Linked DNA regions of Siniperca chuatsi: region 2 is linked to region 1. The links are chromatin contacts, called in public Hi-C maps. All regions are on one chromosome and are shown on one strand. The core of a region is the stretch at or near the end of the contact, and the rest is flanking DNA. Distances in the headings are between cores, read along the strand shown.

Region 1 (7,103 bases), core at 2,659-5,158:
ATAAATGAATACCTGTTCAGCTTTTAATGAAATTATCGTAATAAACTTGAGCACCTGGAGTGTAATTTTCACCAAGAAGTGGTGGGACATCCTGATTAAAAGACTCATGTGAGAACTGGACCTCCCTGGTATTTCCTCTCAAACACCTGCGTTTGAAATCTGTTCTTGATCAGGTCAGGGTAATATGACCAGACTCCTGCCTCACATGTGCTGCAGGTCCTACCAGATCCCCTATAACTGCATGCGATAGGTGAGAGGTGGAGCACGCCATTAGCTCGGAAGCAGAGTGGTTGGGAGGGCGTGGGGTCAGCCAACTGCTAATTATGATGGTAATACCCTGTAGCACCCTATGGCACATTCTAGTACAGGTTCCTTTTCTTAGGTAAAGCTTTGGTTTCCTGTTAAATGTTTCTTTACACATTACATAAGGTTACGCATTTCTTAAAATTCAATCTGAAGTTCTTTGTTTTTAGAACAAACTAGCATAGCAGATGATAGTGATAGGAGGCACACTGCATTATAACGATTCATTCTGCATGCTCTGTTTTCTGTTGCCTTTATAATGAGCTGGTTCTGGGCCCAAACCCTTGGGAGCAGTATAATCACAGTTTAATGAGCTGTATCAGGACCAGGGCCGAGAGCTGAGGGATTTAGAGAGTTCCTGACAAGGCTACAGGCCCTACAGTACCTGTTACCCCGAATGCTCCCATAACCGAACATCTGGATTTAATGGCAATAAAACACAATTTGTGTGACTGTTATTTACGCCTGTATTAGGTTTGGCCCATCCAGCTCATTTTTATCAGCAAATTGGTTCCAAAAAATTAATGGCTAAAGTGTTCAATTGCTTCATTTATCTTCTGCAGCGGTTCTCCAACTGTAATACATATACCACAGGTGGTACATGAAGTGTCCCCAGGTTGTACAGCAGTGTATGCAATTTCTATTATTGTGGCATTTAAATTACAAATAAAGAATGTGTGTTTCATTATTAAATTGTTTTTGTGGTGGTGAAGAACTGTGTGGCGTTGGTCAAAGAACAAACACATATATTACATGAGGAGAAAAAGAGCTGACTCGGTGCCACTTTGACTGTTGTGACTTGTAGGTTTATTGACATGAAAGATTACACTGATAAAGTGATGCAAGAATGCACTGAAATGATTGAGTGCTTTCCACTACAGTAAAATGAGACTACAGATGTTGCCAATTTGGCTAATCAGCTTGTCTGTATCATGCATGATTAAGAACAAGTTGGGGCATGAGAACGAAAAAATGCTTCAGAATTCGTACAGATGGTGCCAAAACAATGACAAGCTGACAAAGTATTACAGGATGCGGATTAAAGAGGTTGTCTCACATGTGATGTGGACACATTGCAGCATCTTTAGCAATGAAGAAAATGCCAAAGCTGTGTTGAACTCTGCTTTTCAAGTTTGTAGTTTTGTTGAGACTTGACCAGTAAATTCCCATCTCTTAAGTTTGCTTTGAAATTATTTGTCCAACTATTGCTACATACTGGAGTCAGATGGTTATCAGGGGCTTAAGTTTGATGATCCAGTATGTCAGGCAAACTTAGCCTACCTGCTGAATATGTTTGTTTTTTACATGTCTGACGAGGTCATGAAATCTTAGAAGAGTAACAGCAAATCTGTTTAACAAACTTTAAGAATCATCTGCGCACGCAACACTGTGGCTTAGTGGTAGAGCGGGTCATCCACCAAACGGAAGGTCGGCCCAGCCACCCCAGCACGCATGTCGAAGTGTCCATGGGCAAGACACTGTATCCCAAATTGCTCCCGAGGGCTGTGCCTTCGGTGTGTGAGTGTATGAATGATTAATTAGTTTCTTTGTACTGATGAGCAGTTCTGCCATCAGTGTATGAATGTGTGTGAATGGAGTGAATGTGATATGTAGTGTGCGCTTTGAGTGGTCGGAAGACTAGAAAGGCGCTATACAAGTACGGTCCATTTACCGTTTACCATAAGCTGCAGCTGAAGATTTGATTATTGTGGACCTCTTGTTCCTGGAAGAACAGTAACAGGAAGAGCTTGAGAACTGGAAGAACTTCAACTGTGTTTACACGGATAAGTATCTGTCATTTCTCGTCACATCAAAGTGGACCAGGAATGTAATGCCACACACTTTCCAGTCAGGAAAGAGGATCTCAATGATACAAAGTAGAAGTTGTTGGACTTGTCATCAGATAAGATTTTGGTTTGAAAGCTGAAACAACATTCATTATTCTCTCATACATCTCTCACTAAGGGCCAAGGCAGGTATTGATGACATTTTACAATAAAGGCTTTTCGGCTCTGATTGCAATCAAGCCAAAGTACCACAGCAGAATGGGTGGAAGCTAAGGTCAATTTATATCAAATAATTTTTGCCCTCTTAACAGTTACACATTAATTCATACAAATGTGTTCCATCTGTGGACCTGTCTCTCTTGCATACACAGCGTCTGAAATGTCATGGTCTCCATAGCCAGGTCAGGATGTATTTTGGTTCCCTCTGAGTGGAAACTGACTGGAAGGAGACCCTTCCCCGGAGGCAGCTCTCTGAGCCACCGACAGCCAAGATGTATAAAAGGACAGAGTGTGTGTTTGTACAAGTGTTTCACATAGGACCAGACCCAGACATATTTCTGAATGAGACTAAGTGACAGACGATTTTCGGAATCACAACTTTTTTCCTCTCTGAAGGGTCCAGTCAGAGTCCAGGGTCTTCAGACGCCTGCCTCACTTCTCAGGAATTCATCTGCCGGCACTACCATGCTACACCTGTGTATTATTTCCTACAGTTCTCCCTAATCAAATTTTTCTTGGATGGATGTTATGTATGTAAACATTCATGCATAGTCAATTCATCAGTTATGGACATCTATGATGGCGCCAGTCATGGTTGCTATGACATTTTTGATGCAACTAATGAAGCTTCAACAAGTAGACCACCCGTTCCCAGGTCTATTTAAAATTTCGACACTTAATTGATTATAAAAGCTGCTGAAATGTAAACTGCATTTTTGCAGGTCTGGCCAGGTTCTGTTGTTTACTACTGTTGCTCTCTCCTCATATCTTTGGGTTTGGGAAGAGAGAAGACAGAAAACTATGAGCAATCGGCTCCACCACTCTGAGGATCTATACTAATTGATAACATGTGTATAAGGAGGTAACTTGATACTCAGCTAGTGTACGACCCAAACACAGGCCACCTGCTGCGGTTTTGGAGAGAGCTGAGTTTATCTCCCACCGCAGCGGAGGCCTTTCTGATTCAGACGGTTCAAATGAGGACACACTGGCCAGAGTCCATAAGTCAATCAATCAGCTTGCTCAGTCCAAAGTTGAAAAGGTTTGGCCAGAGTGGGAATGTTGCCTTTGCAGCAGCAGAAAATGGAGAGTCTACTTCCAAGAGGCAATACATTTATTTTAGAGGGGGAAAAGACTTTTGGGGAAGGTCATTAATCGCTGTTTCTAAAATAAAGAGAATCCAACATGTAAAAGTGTTTTTCTCAATGGAAGTTTTTTCCCTATTTCATTGTGTGCTGTTTGGCAAGATGAAGATTCACCTTTTTCCAATAATGGATATCTCATTTTGGAACAAAATGTTCAAGGGTTATTTCAGCCAAATTGACCCATATGTCATGTAGAGGATTTCATTAAATGTCTCTGGCCTGTAGTCATTAAAGGTCTTTGGTTTGCTCTTTAGCCAAATACGAGCTTATGAGCTAAGTGCAGTTACGCTGTACTTTCCTTTACAACATTTTTTTCTCTCTCCAGATATATGAGCTTCACAGTGCAGTCGAACATCCTGGGGAGAATTAGCTAAAAACTTCTGCACTGTCTCTCAAACTCATTCTGTTGTATAGAGAGACAGACCCGAGGCGGCTGCCAGCTACCACACACACAACTGTGCTTGTCACTCCCAGGACACGGCGCAGTCCGTGGCTTGGACGGTACACAGATAAGATAACACACAGCCCAGCCACTTCCCCTTTTCCCACATTTATCAAAACAAGGTCCAGCTACCTCATGTGAACTGTACATTCAGTACAGTATGTCAGCCATGACGTGTGTCATCAGCCAAAAATGGTGGCATCATTATTTGAAGAGTTCCATGCCAAAAATGAGCAACTGAAACATGTGACAACTACCCTAGTCAGACTAAAAAAATAAATTCTAAAGTTTTTTTCCATGCTGTTTTAGGTGATTTGAGTCAGTGGTTTACAAAAACAATTTGACAAACTGCTACATATGTTTACGAGAAAATTGTCTTTAATTGAATACTTACTGATAAACTTTCAAACTGGATTGGAAGTGAACCCTTCATTGTGAAGTGCTTCACACTTTGTCTGTTTCCAATCTGCTCTTGAGGTCTGGCAAAGTATAAGTAGCTGGATTGCATAGAAACACACTTTCAGATGCACATTCTATGTAAGAAATGGATAGTCAGCATTTTCAGAGTATAATATTGTGTTCCCCATGATGTTTTACAGCAGGAATGAAATCAAATTAATTGTCCACAGTGTTTTTTTGTCCAGGCACCCTGTGTCTGTCAGTCTTTTGCTACATGATGAGTTTTGTGAGAACTTCCAAACATCTTTCCACTTACAGAAAGGACTGGTATGGATCCTATCCCTTAATGGTATTTCTCTTTTCTGAGAAGAATAGTAGACCAAGGCCATGCTTGTCTGGGGTGCTGAGGTACTGCCTGTTAAACACATATGATTTGAACTTTGGGGTTCCAGTGATGCCAAAAGGAAAGGGTAAAGAATTTTATTTTGAAATACAGAAAAATGTTGTTAATGGCTCTATGTGTGGATTTATCTGCGTGGCCACAAGGTCCACTGCATGACAAGGTTCCACATTGTTTTTAGTTGTTTTATAGAGACATAACAAAATCGTATATGCAAAATGACTGTACTTACAATCCTCTCATATAAAATATATAATTCACTTTGATGCAGAATTACACACATGCACGTACAGTATGTGTCCAGTGAGTGTGTTTGTGTGATTAGTATTACATTTCTGTGTGTGAATGTCCAAATCACTGTGGCAAGAGTAATTTGTTTTAGCAGCTCAGCAGTAGATGAGACCTGGAATTTTATCAAAACTGCACTCAAAAGAGGCTTGAACACACACACACACACACACACACACACACTCTCTCTCTCTCTCCCTCTCTCTCTCACACACACACCTCCTCCTTATTACTGTACACTCCAATGTATTTGCCATGTGCTTGGGAGCTCCTTGCCAAACTTTTACTGTTCCTCCCTCACACTTTTCTGAACTTGTCAAATCATCTAAAGTGAATACATGTCGCATATATTTCAGTCCTTAATTTTTACAGTAATGGATTTTCAGTATTTAAAGCATCGGTCTGAATCACATCACAGTGAGGTAGTAAAAACCTTGTCTTTGACCTACAATAACTGATTCAACACCATCCACAATCTGCACCAGTGGAAAAAGTTCCCTATAACCTTTTCCAGAACTTTCCAGACTTATGCCGGTTTAAAACCTACAGGCGCACAAATCACTGTGAAGACTGGCTGAAGTGGAAAATGAAGAGGAGTAAAATAAAGCAAAACCATGGGTTTTTTTTCATCACAGCATGTTTTCTATTACTGTCATCTTAAGTGGAGAGCAGGAGCCAAAGTATTACAGTAAAGATACAACATTTGGAGCAAAGCAATATACTGCATATCTTCAGAGACTTGATAGTATCTTGGCAGGATGTATGAGAAACCTGTGGAAAGTTTCAAGGTTGCTTGAACAAAATGTACAGGAGCTATTACTTGCCCAAAATACAAGTCAAATACTGTTGAATTGTGGCCTTTTTTCCAGGACATTATCATCCAAAATCAGAGAAAGAAAAAGATTTAAAGCATACAGAGAAGAACCTTAGGCAAATAATGAAAATCCTACACCTGAGTGGAGGTGTAGATCATCTTGGACGCACACAGAGACAGCGGCTAAAAGCACTCTTGTGACAGCTCTAGAGCAAAATAAACACGGCCACCAAGAGATAAGCATTTCTAATCCCCGGGAATAAATACACAGGGTGATGAATGGCTGAGTGACAGCTTAAAGACAGAGCCTATTTGTATGGGCGTACTTCCTCATGGCAACATTACTCACAAGCAGCGCGTACAGTTGTCAGGCAATTTTCTCTCTCTGCAAATAGCACCACTCTCTCAACACACTCGTTATGCTCTGCATGCCTGCACATTAGTTCTGTTCTTTAAAACGCCCTCAATTACTGCAGTTGACATCAGCCCAAAAGATGAAATTATAGTCAACATATTACCACAAGTGGCATAATAATCCCTTATTTCTTATGCATATACACAAAAAGCACATAAAAAACACACACACTCGAACATAAGCCTGATGTTAATGTGAAAACCACATGGTACTGTATATTCCCCCTCTTTATAGCACGCAGTAAGTGTCAGTCAAGCTGTTTTATGTCATGCTGGCCACTGTAAAACTACAAGTGTACCAGAGTGAGCGCCACCGCAGGTATGAGTGGATCACATTTCATCTACAGTATCATTTTAGCAGATGGCAGACTTTACAGGAAAAGATATTATGATTGTTGTGGACTCTGACTGGCAGTCACATTGTTAATGTTGGCAAGCTAGTGGGACGCTGATAGAGAAGGTGAAAGGTGAAGGAGAGTGTACAAAAAGAAACTTGTGCACACACACAGGCTTATTGAATGTGCCTGTGTGTGTGCACATGCATGTATTCAGACATACAAAACATCATGCATGTGCAAACAAAACCAAACATGCATGTCTTTTTAGCCATGCTAGCAGTGTGGCTCTGAGGATGGCAATGTCTGTCTGTTGGTCCATCACTTTGGACCAGACTAAAATATCTCAACAATTACTGGATAACTGTTATGACATTTTGTGGAGATTTTCATGGTCCCCAGAGGATGAGGCCTACTGACTTTGATGAATCATTAACTTGTCTTCTAGCCCCACCATGAGGTTGACCTATGTGGAATTTCACAACAACTATTGGGGGGATTGCCTTAAAATTTGGTACAGATATTCATGTCACCCTTTGGTGATCCATTAACCTTTC
Region 2 (7,103 bases), core at 2,539-5,038, 71 kb before region 1:
GACAGGTTGAAGTATCTGCGGTAAAAACGTATTACCTGAGTTGGGGTTTTTTTACTATTAAAATGACATTCATTTTGGCATTCATATAATCTTATATACAAATATCTATCAACATACAGTGTCTGAAGCATCACAATATTGTGAAACTCAGATGTGGAATATTAGGTCAAATGTTCAGAGTCGACTATTCATTTGTCAATGGATATTTTTTTTAAAAGCAGATGACAAAGCTAGAATCTCGATATTTTTCTTTTGTACCATTTGTAATTAATTCATTAATTAATTAATTTATATATATATATTGTATTCATATACTACGTATACATATATACATAAATATATATTTCGTTCTGCTCCCCCAGTCCACTAGGTGGCAGTAAAACTTCATGAAACAATATGGCTGCACTCAATATGAAAACCAGGAACTAACTAACTTTTTCTGCTCCTCTTCCATGAACGATGGAGCACACTACAAGTGAACCCCCTCAAAAAACCTTTACTTGCCAGTTGTGTGGTTTAAGTAGCCCTTTTACTTACTACGGCCAGAAACCACCAAACACCAGAGCCATTGTGTAAGTGGACACTGAGCAAGATGCTCTTTTTAGCGCTCTGGAGCTAGCTATGCCAAAGCTAATGTTGCTAGCTGCTACGTCAACGTCTAACGTTAGATACACAGCGAAGTTAACTCTACAGCGATTTGTTCGTTGCGTGTGCAACACATTTCTGTTATGTCTCTGTGAACCACATGGGTCTACATTAAGTTATAATTCAGCTTAATGTTATTTCTACATTTCTGTCGTCCATCAGGTTGCTTGAGGAGTGTTTTGTGACCAGGGACCCCTTCAGTCCGGACAAGGAAAAGTTTCTTGTTTTGGGCTCTAACTGCAGCCTCTGCAGCATGTGTGTCTGTGTTGGATCGGTAAGATGTTTTAAAATAAAATTCCTACGGTCTGTTTTTACCACAGACTATGATGATAGAATATGTGATCATGTAATTCAGTTTATCAAATGATTAATGCCTGGATGCACAAATGTTGGCATGCTCCTCCAGGGACAAATTACATCAGTCTTGATAAGAGTGTGTGAGTGTGTTACACGTAGCAGAGGCAGATATTGAGTGTGTGTGCTCTTGCACTCTAAAGGCAACTGTAAAATCTTTAACTGCAATGTTTTGGGATAGATAAAAAGTAACTTAGGAGCATGATCATCAGTTAAAACTGCATTTGGAAACTAAGCTGTGCTCCTGTGACAGTTTTCCACTTGGTGGTGGCTGGTGCATCTGTGGTTTTGATGTTTTCCTCAGATGACTTTGTAATCATGTGGCACATATATGTGCTGAGTGAGCTTCATGACTGTGATGCCCTTTAAAAATTAATTAATCCGGTTTCACAAATAGAAACATTTTTTTAAAAATCAATGTGACTATGCATGTCCAGTGCTTATGTGAAACTTGAGCCTAGATGCTGGAGTCTTGTTTTCTCTTCTGTCAGGACTGCAGTATTTTCTACACCAAGAGGTTCTGCATACAGTGTGTGAACAAGCACTTGGACCAGTTCCCCCATCAGATTCAGGCCGAGCTGGCCAAGAAGAAGCAGAGCTTCAAGGCTGCCGTCTCATGACACCAGACAAGAGGTCCATAACCTGCTCACCAATAGAAGACAAATGTCTGAATGGTTATATAACCAGTCCCAAATGTGTCAGGGTGCTTTACCAGCACTCTTTTATCAAACCCATACTGGACCAAACTGCAAAAACACCACACATCCTGTAATTTATTAGCATAGCTCTGGGTTATTATTATATTGGTGGGAAATGAACACCACACATCAGAAAAATACTAGTTTATTCTTGTGCCCGTAAAGTTGACCTGCTGTATTAGCCTAGAGGGTGTTATTTGTTTCTAGAGAGTTTTATAGAAGCAAGCAACGGGTGTGACTAGTGTTGCTGGATCCCCTGTCGGATTGTGGTTGCAGGCTTAGAATCAGACCTGCTGGTTTGCAGCAATAAAAAATGGCTCCCACTACTGATTCTGAATCTGATGCCATGAACTGTATGTTCATAGTTGCCCTGCAGTTGCTCTAAATTTTCTGTTTACAAATATATATATATATATATTAGAGGCACATTAACATTTCCAAAAAATGTGGGGATAAAGGATAAAAGTGTCAGACTTGGAGCACATTTTCTGTCATTATGGCCCTTTGCTATATTAATTAATAAAGAGACCATGGCTCATTGCTTGTCCAGCCCAATTCTACAACTATTCTATGCAACACGATTATTATAACTATGTATGACTCAAAAGAAGATGTGGAAATAATAGCATTTCACATTTTTATTACTTTTGAGCAACACATGGTAACAGTAACATTTATATGACTAATTCTCTAACTACAGACACATGTTTGTGTTGACAGTGGCACCACCTTTTTAAGAGTGCCTCACTGTTATCTCTTTCATTTCTGCGTCCATGGTCAGAGGGTTTGCTGCTGACTTCTGTCGAGTCCATTTTTTCCCCCTGTGTTATCTTAAACTATAAAAAGATACATACTGTGACCTTTCTCTGTTGTTCTGTGACTGTTTAATCGTGGCTCATAACTAATGTGTAACTAACGTTCATTTTAGTGATAGAATCTGCTACAGTTGCATCATCCCACTCAGTTACATTTAGCTGTGTTTTTCTCTGCAGCTGGGAGAATGAGCCCTAATATTTCAAACTGTGAAGACAAAAAAACCCCACACAAGTATTACCCTTAAAGCATTGGTTATGCATGTGTGACCCAAACAAAATGTTCTTTTGCCTCGTTTCTCAATTACCCGTCCAAACAGTTTGATCAAAATCTGTTTTCATCTCAGGGATCACTCTGTTCAACACGGTGCACAGTTTGCAGCAGCATAAACACATTATGGATTAAGTGTGATCCCGGCGATAACATCGATATAACAGATGGCCTCGCTGTATTCATCACGAGATGTTTGACTCTTTTCAAATGGTTAATTGAAACAGCATGGCCTTAAAGGGAGGCCCAGTGATTTTACTGGCAAATGCTGCAGAGGCATGCAAAGCAACACTCGCTGTAGAGTTTAAGTTGGGACAAGGAGTGCTCACTATAGCCGATGCATTCAGTCAGTTACTACAGGATTGCTATGCAGCTTTGGGATGTACAGAAAAGATATTCTATTATTAAAGTCTTGCCATGAACACCAGTTCAATTTTTAAGTCAGGAAATTTTAATATGCAAACTGAGAACCCTGCCAGAGGGAAATGGTGGTGAATTTCAAAGTCTTTTTTTTTTTCTTCTTTTTAAAGCTGCACCACTTTCTGTTTCCTTGGTGTTTAAATTCCAAGCACACGCAAGCAATTACAACCAGTGAAGCGCACAAACCACCTCTGTGGCACCAATGGCAAAGTCTGACAGCGATAGGCACCGTGCCAACGATGACGGAAGGCGTTCTGCTCCAGAACTGATGTCATCATATGCCAGGAGGCACATTTGTGACTTTTTTTTTTTTTCCTGCACAGAACCTCATTTTAGGGTCTTGTTGTCCTTCAATAACCTTGAGGCTGTAACTGAATAGATTTACACTGATTGAATCAAGTGTGCCTAAGCAGTTTATGTGACACCAGATCAGATCAAGCAGTGATATCTGTCAGCACTCCTACTATCATTTGATGATTGATTCCTATCAACAGCCTGGAGCTAGACCACAGACTAGTGCTCCTGCTGTGAGATTAATGTTTCCAATGTTGTTTTTCTTAGCAGGTTTTACACTTTCTGATCCAGGACATCTTGCAGTGCATGGACACAGCGATACAAAATCCCACTTAATGAGATCAAATGATATCTTTGACCTTTAGGTGTTCAGTTAAATGTCTAACCTGATGCCTGCTATGATAAATCAGGTGCTAATCGAAAGATAACACTCGCACTCCTCTGTAACTATAGCCTCCCTTTACTCTTAATCGTGTATTTAACTAATCAAACAGATTCATTAGGCCATATTCATGTGTAGAGTTAATCCAATCCTGCTCTGTGTTGTTGTTTCCCCCTGTTCGACTTTAAGAGAGCTCTATGGGCGGTCCTAGTGCGCAGACCAATGAATCGCCTTCTCTGTTTAAATAGTCCTTGGTGTCAACTTTTCTTCTTCACTCACAGCTCCCTCTAACGCCATGTTGGCTGTTATGACTTGACTTGTTGTTTTCATCCGCTTTACTACGGACTTGACAGGAGTGGCTTTCTTAAACCCCCCTGCGCCTTTGGAGACGCTTTATTCCATTTTTGCGCGTACGCGTTTTGGATGATACGCGCGGAGTATGCATGCGTCATTCCTGTGACTTTGCATTTGAAAGGAATACTACTTGGAAATAGAAGTTTAAAAGGGTTTGGTTGTTGTTTGTGGGGTGTTTTCCCTTGTCATATGTGCAACAAAATGTCAGATGTTCGCCTTTCTAATGCGAGCCCGACATTGGAGAGGGTGGATGCGAGGCAGCCAGACAACGTCAGACCTCCGGTCAACAGAAACCTCTTCGGCAGACCCGACCCAGAGGAGATACGGAGGAATTTGGCGGAATCGATACAGGAAAATGTGCAGGGTTTTATGGAGGAGTACAATTTCGATCCCGTTAACGACATACCGCTCAGTCCGCGCCGCTTCAATTGGCAGGAGGACAGCGACGCACCGGAGTTTTATCACAGACCGCCTCACGGGAGACAGCGGCCCCAGCGAGATGAGGACTTGCCCGGCGACAACAACCGGCAGGATGCCGAGGGGAGCAGCGGAAGGCAGTCGGATCGCCAACCAGACAGAAAGGGTTCGAGGAAAAGACGTTCGGGGGCTATAGGTGATTTACATTAACTTATTAAGGCTGTCACGCATTTTTATTTCTCTGTGCCGTGCGTCTCTGTGGTGCCACTGTGCCGCAATGCAGAGGCGCGAAGCAACAGTTGTGTCCGGGGTTCAACCGTAGGCAACGATCGGTTGATCACCCAGCAAACAAGCGAAGTGTGCTGGAGCGAGACACCGGGGGGGCAAACTGAGCATTTCTTTACAGATGTTAAAGTCATTTGAGCTCCTGTTATTAGTGGGAGTGACAATGTAACGCGCACTTGGGAATCAAACCCGCAAATGAGCAAACTACAATGTTCCCTAATGCTTATTAGGGAACATTGTAGTTTGCTCATTTTCATAACTATTCTCGGTAGTAACATTTCTCAGCAGCCTGTCGAGGATGCCAGGTGCCTTTTTTTTCAAGTGGACGTGCAGCTCTGCACAACAATACCCTGACCATTTTTTTCGCGTGCTTTTTTGTTTGTTTGTTTTTTCTGCCCAGGTCCCTGCTCCAGCGAGTGTCAGAGTAAAAGGCCGCATACCGACGGAGACGATGATGATGAAGACGAGTCGGACGGTGCAGCAAGTCAGGCGGTAAAAGCCGCGGAGGAGAGACCGAGCAGGCCGGAGAACAGCGCGGAGGTCCAGTGAAAAACAGTGCCAGGTTAGGATTATTATTTCACTATTCTACTGCCATTAAGTGATGTGACTGGACAATATCACAGGCTATAGGTTTTCAATGTGTAATGATCGGCTTTTATATTAGATGCCAGTTGTGTACTTGTTCATCATCACCATCAGTAACGCATTAATAACAGCTGTCCTTACACGTCATCAGCCTTTTCAAACTTGCATATAGTTTTGTTTTTTTTATCTTCCACAACCCTTCATGTTATGACTGTTCACCCTCTGGGTGTGTTAGTATCTGCATGAGGGATATCAAGCATGAGAAACTGCTTTTTCAATTGCACCATTCAACAGCCTGTTTCCTCTTTATGTCCCACAGAGCGGGGAGACCTGTTGCTGGTGGAATACTGTAGCCTTTCTCATCACCTGACAGATGGGAGAGAAAATATAAAAGCAGCCTTTTCCTAAAGAAGGGAGGAGGAGAGGCTGCACAAGCACTGAATATGTACACTATCAAGTTTTGGCACTCATTTCAATTAAATTGCCTCAGAAGCAGCAGACAATGTAGCAGTGTGCAAATGGATTTTTGCTCATTTTTTTTATCTACTACCTATGTTTCAGATGTAGCACATAAAAAAAGCATATTATGCTTTTCATACCTTTGTTAAATGTATTTGAATAAGTGTGTGAATTTGACTCGGGAGTTGCAGTGCAATTTCCAACAGAGAAATATTATTTTGTTAAAGTGGTCATATTGTATAATTATTCAGGTAATTGATGTAAGTTAAAAATGCAGATTTCCAAAAGTCAGGGTTATGTGGAAACAAAATGTCTTCTTTTTCTATGGCTTTATTTGCCCCAGTATTATATATCTTGTGTCTTGGGTCCATCTAACTGGGAACAGCCATGACAGATAAAGTTTACATGCAAATAATGTCTCCTTATCCCCCCCCCCTTTTTTTAAGGGGTTTGTGCCTTTTGTTCTGGGGGTGAGTGGTGGGGTGGGAGGGCGGCTAAACTGCTGAGCAATATCCAACCAAATTATAACAGTATTTGCTAACAATCCTAAGAATTAGCTGGTATTTTTTAAATTAGGTGAGTTAATATTTTAGTGGCTTTTAGGTCACATATCCTGCCCCTTGTAATAAGTGGTGTAGTCCAGGTTAACAGTGATAAAATATGTTAAAATCACTGGGCTGCTTATGCATATATGTGAATCAAAGATTTGTCTTTGTGGTGTGGAATTCATGTAGAACATGTAATTGCACTATTGTTAATTTCTCATTTTTTAAGGCAGAAAAACAAAGTGACACTGCCTCATTTGGTGTAAAACTTTGAAGTGTACCTGTGTGCCTTTTTTTTGGAAAAACACTGAAAAAATTATACTAACTTATTTATGTTGAGCTTTTTGTTGTGGGTGTATGTAAAGCTTCCCAAAGCGACATTTTTTTGTAAATATATATTTTCATTATTGTTTTAAGATAAATAAACTGTTGCAAAACTGAGCCTATAATCGATTTTATATCCTGTGCGTTTTTTATTTTCTTCAGTCTGCCATTTGATTGATTAAAAAGCAACGGTTGAGTAATGCATGTACTCACTATTTTGATTGCAAGGCGCACACAACCACCGCACCCTTTAACAAA

Evidence for each region. A called contact is a pair of places that touch in the nucleus more often than the background predicts.
Region 2: a Hi-C map of liver shows a contact between it and region 1, with 3 times the contacts expected there. The contact joins the promoter of LOC122871067 here to the enhancer-like site in region 1. A contact is called at or near these places in 2 of 3 Hi-C or Micro-C datasets (liver and skeletal muscle).

What each region holds. Positions count from the first base shown.
Region 1 is chrLG23:14,275,811-14,282,913 of ASM2008510v1, reverse strand. No RefSeq gene overlaps it. Among protein-coding and RNA genes, the nearest start is that of LOC122871062, 20 kb to the right of the region's middle. Within about 2 kb of position 3,908, the one cell type or tissue checked has an H3K27ac peak away from gene starts, as active enhancers do. A contact at or near this core is called in liver, where this site is marked.
Region 2 is chrLG23:14,346,961-14,354,063 of ASM2008510v1, reverse strand. LOC122871067 (cyclin-dependent kinase inhibitor 1B-like) reads left to right here and starts at 3,788. Exons shown (of 3, transcript XM_044185653.1): 1 at 3,788-4,843; 2 at 5,333-5,494; 3 at 5,837-6,962. The coding sequence starts at 4,300. The coding sequence ends at 5,481. cdpf1 (cysteine-rich DPF motif domain-containing protein 1) reads left to right here and starts at 391. Exons shown (of 3, transcript XM_044185654.1): 1 at 391-572; 2 at 808-919; 3 at 1,491-2,561. The coding sequence starts at 460. The coding sequence ends at 1,619.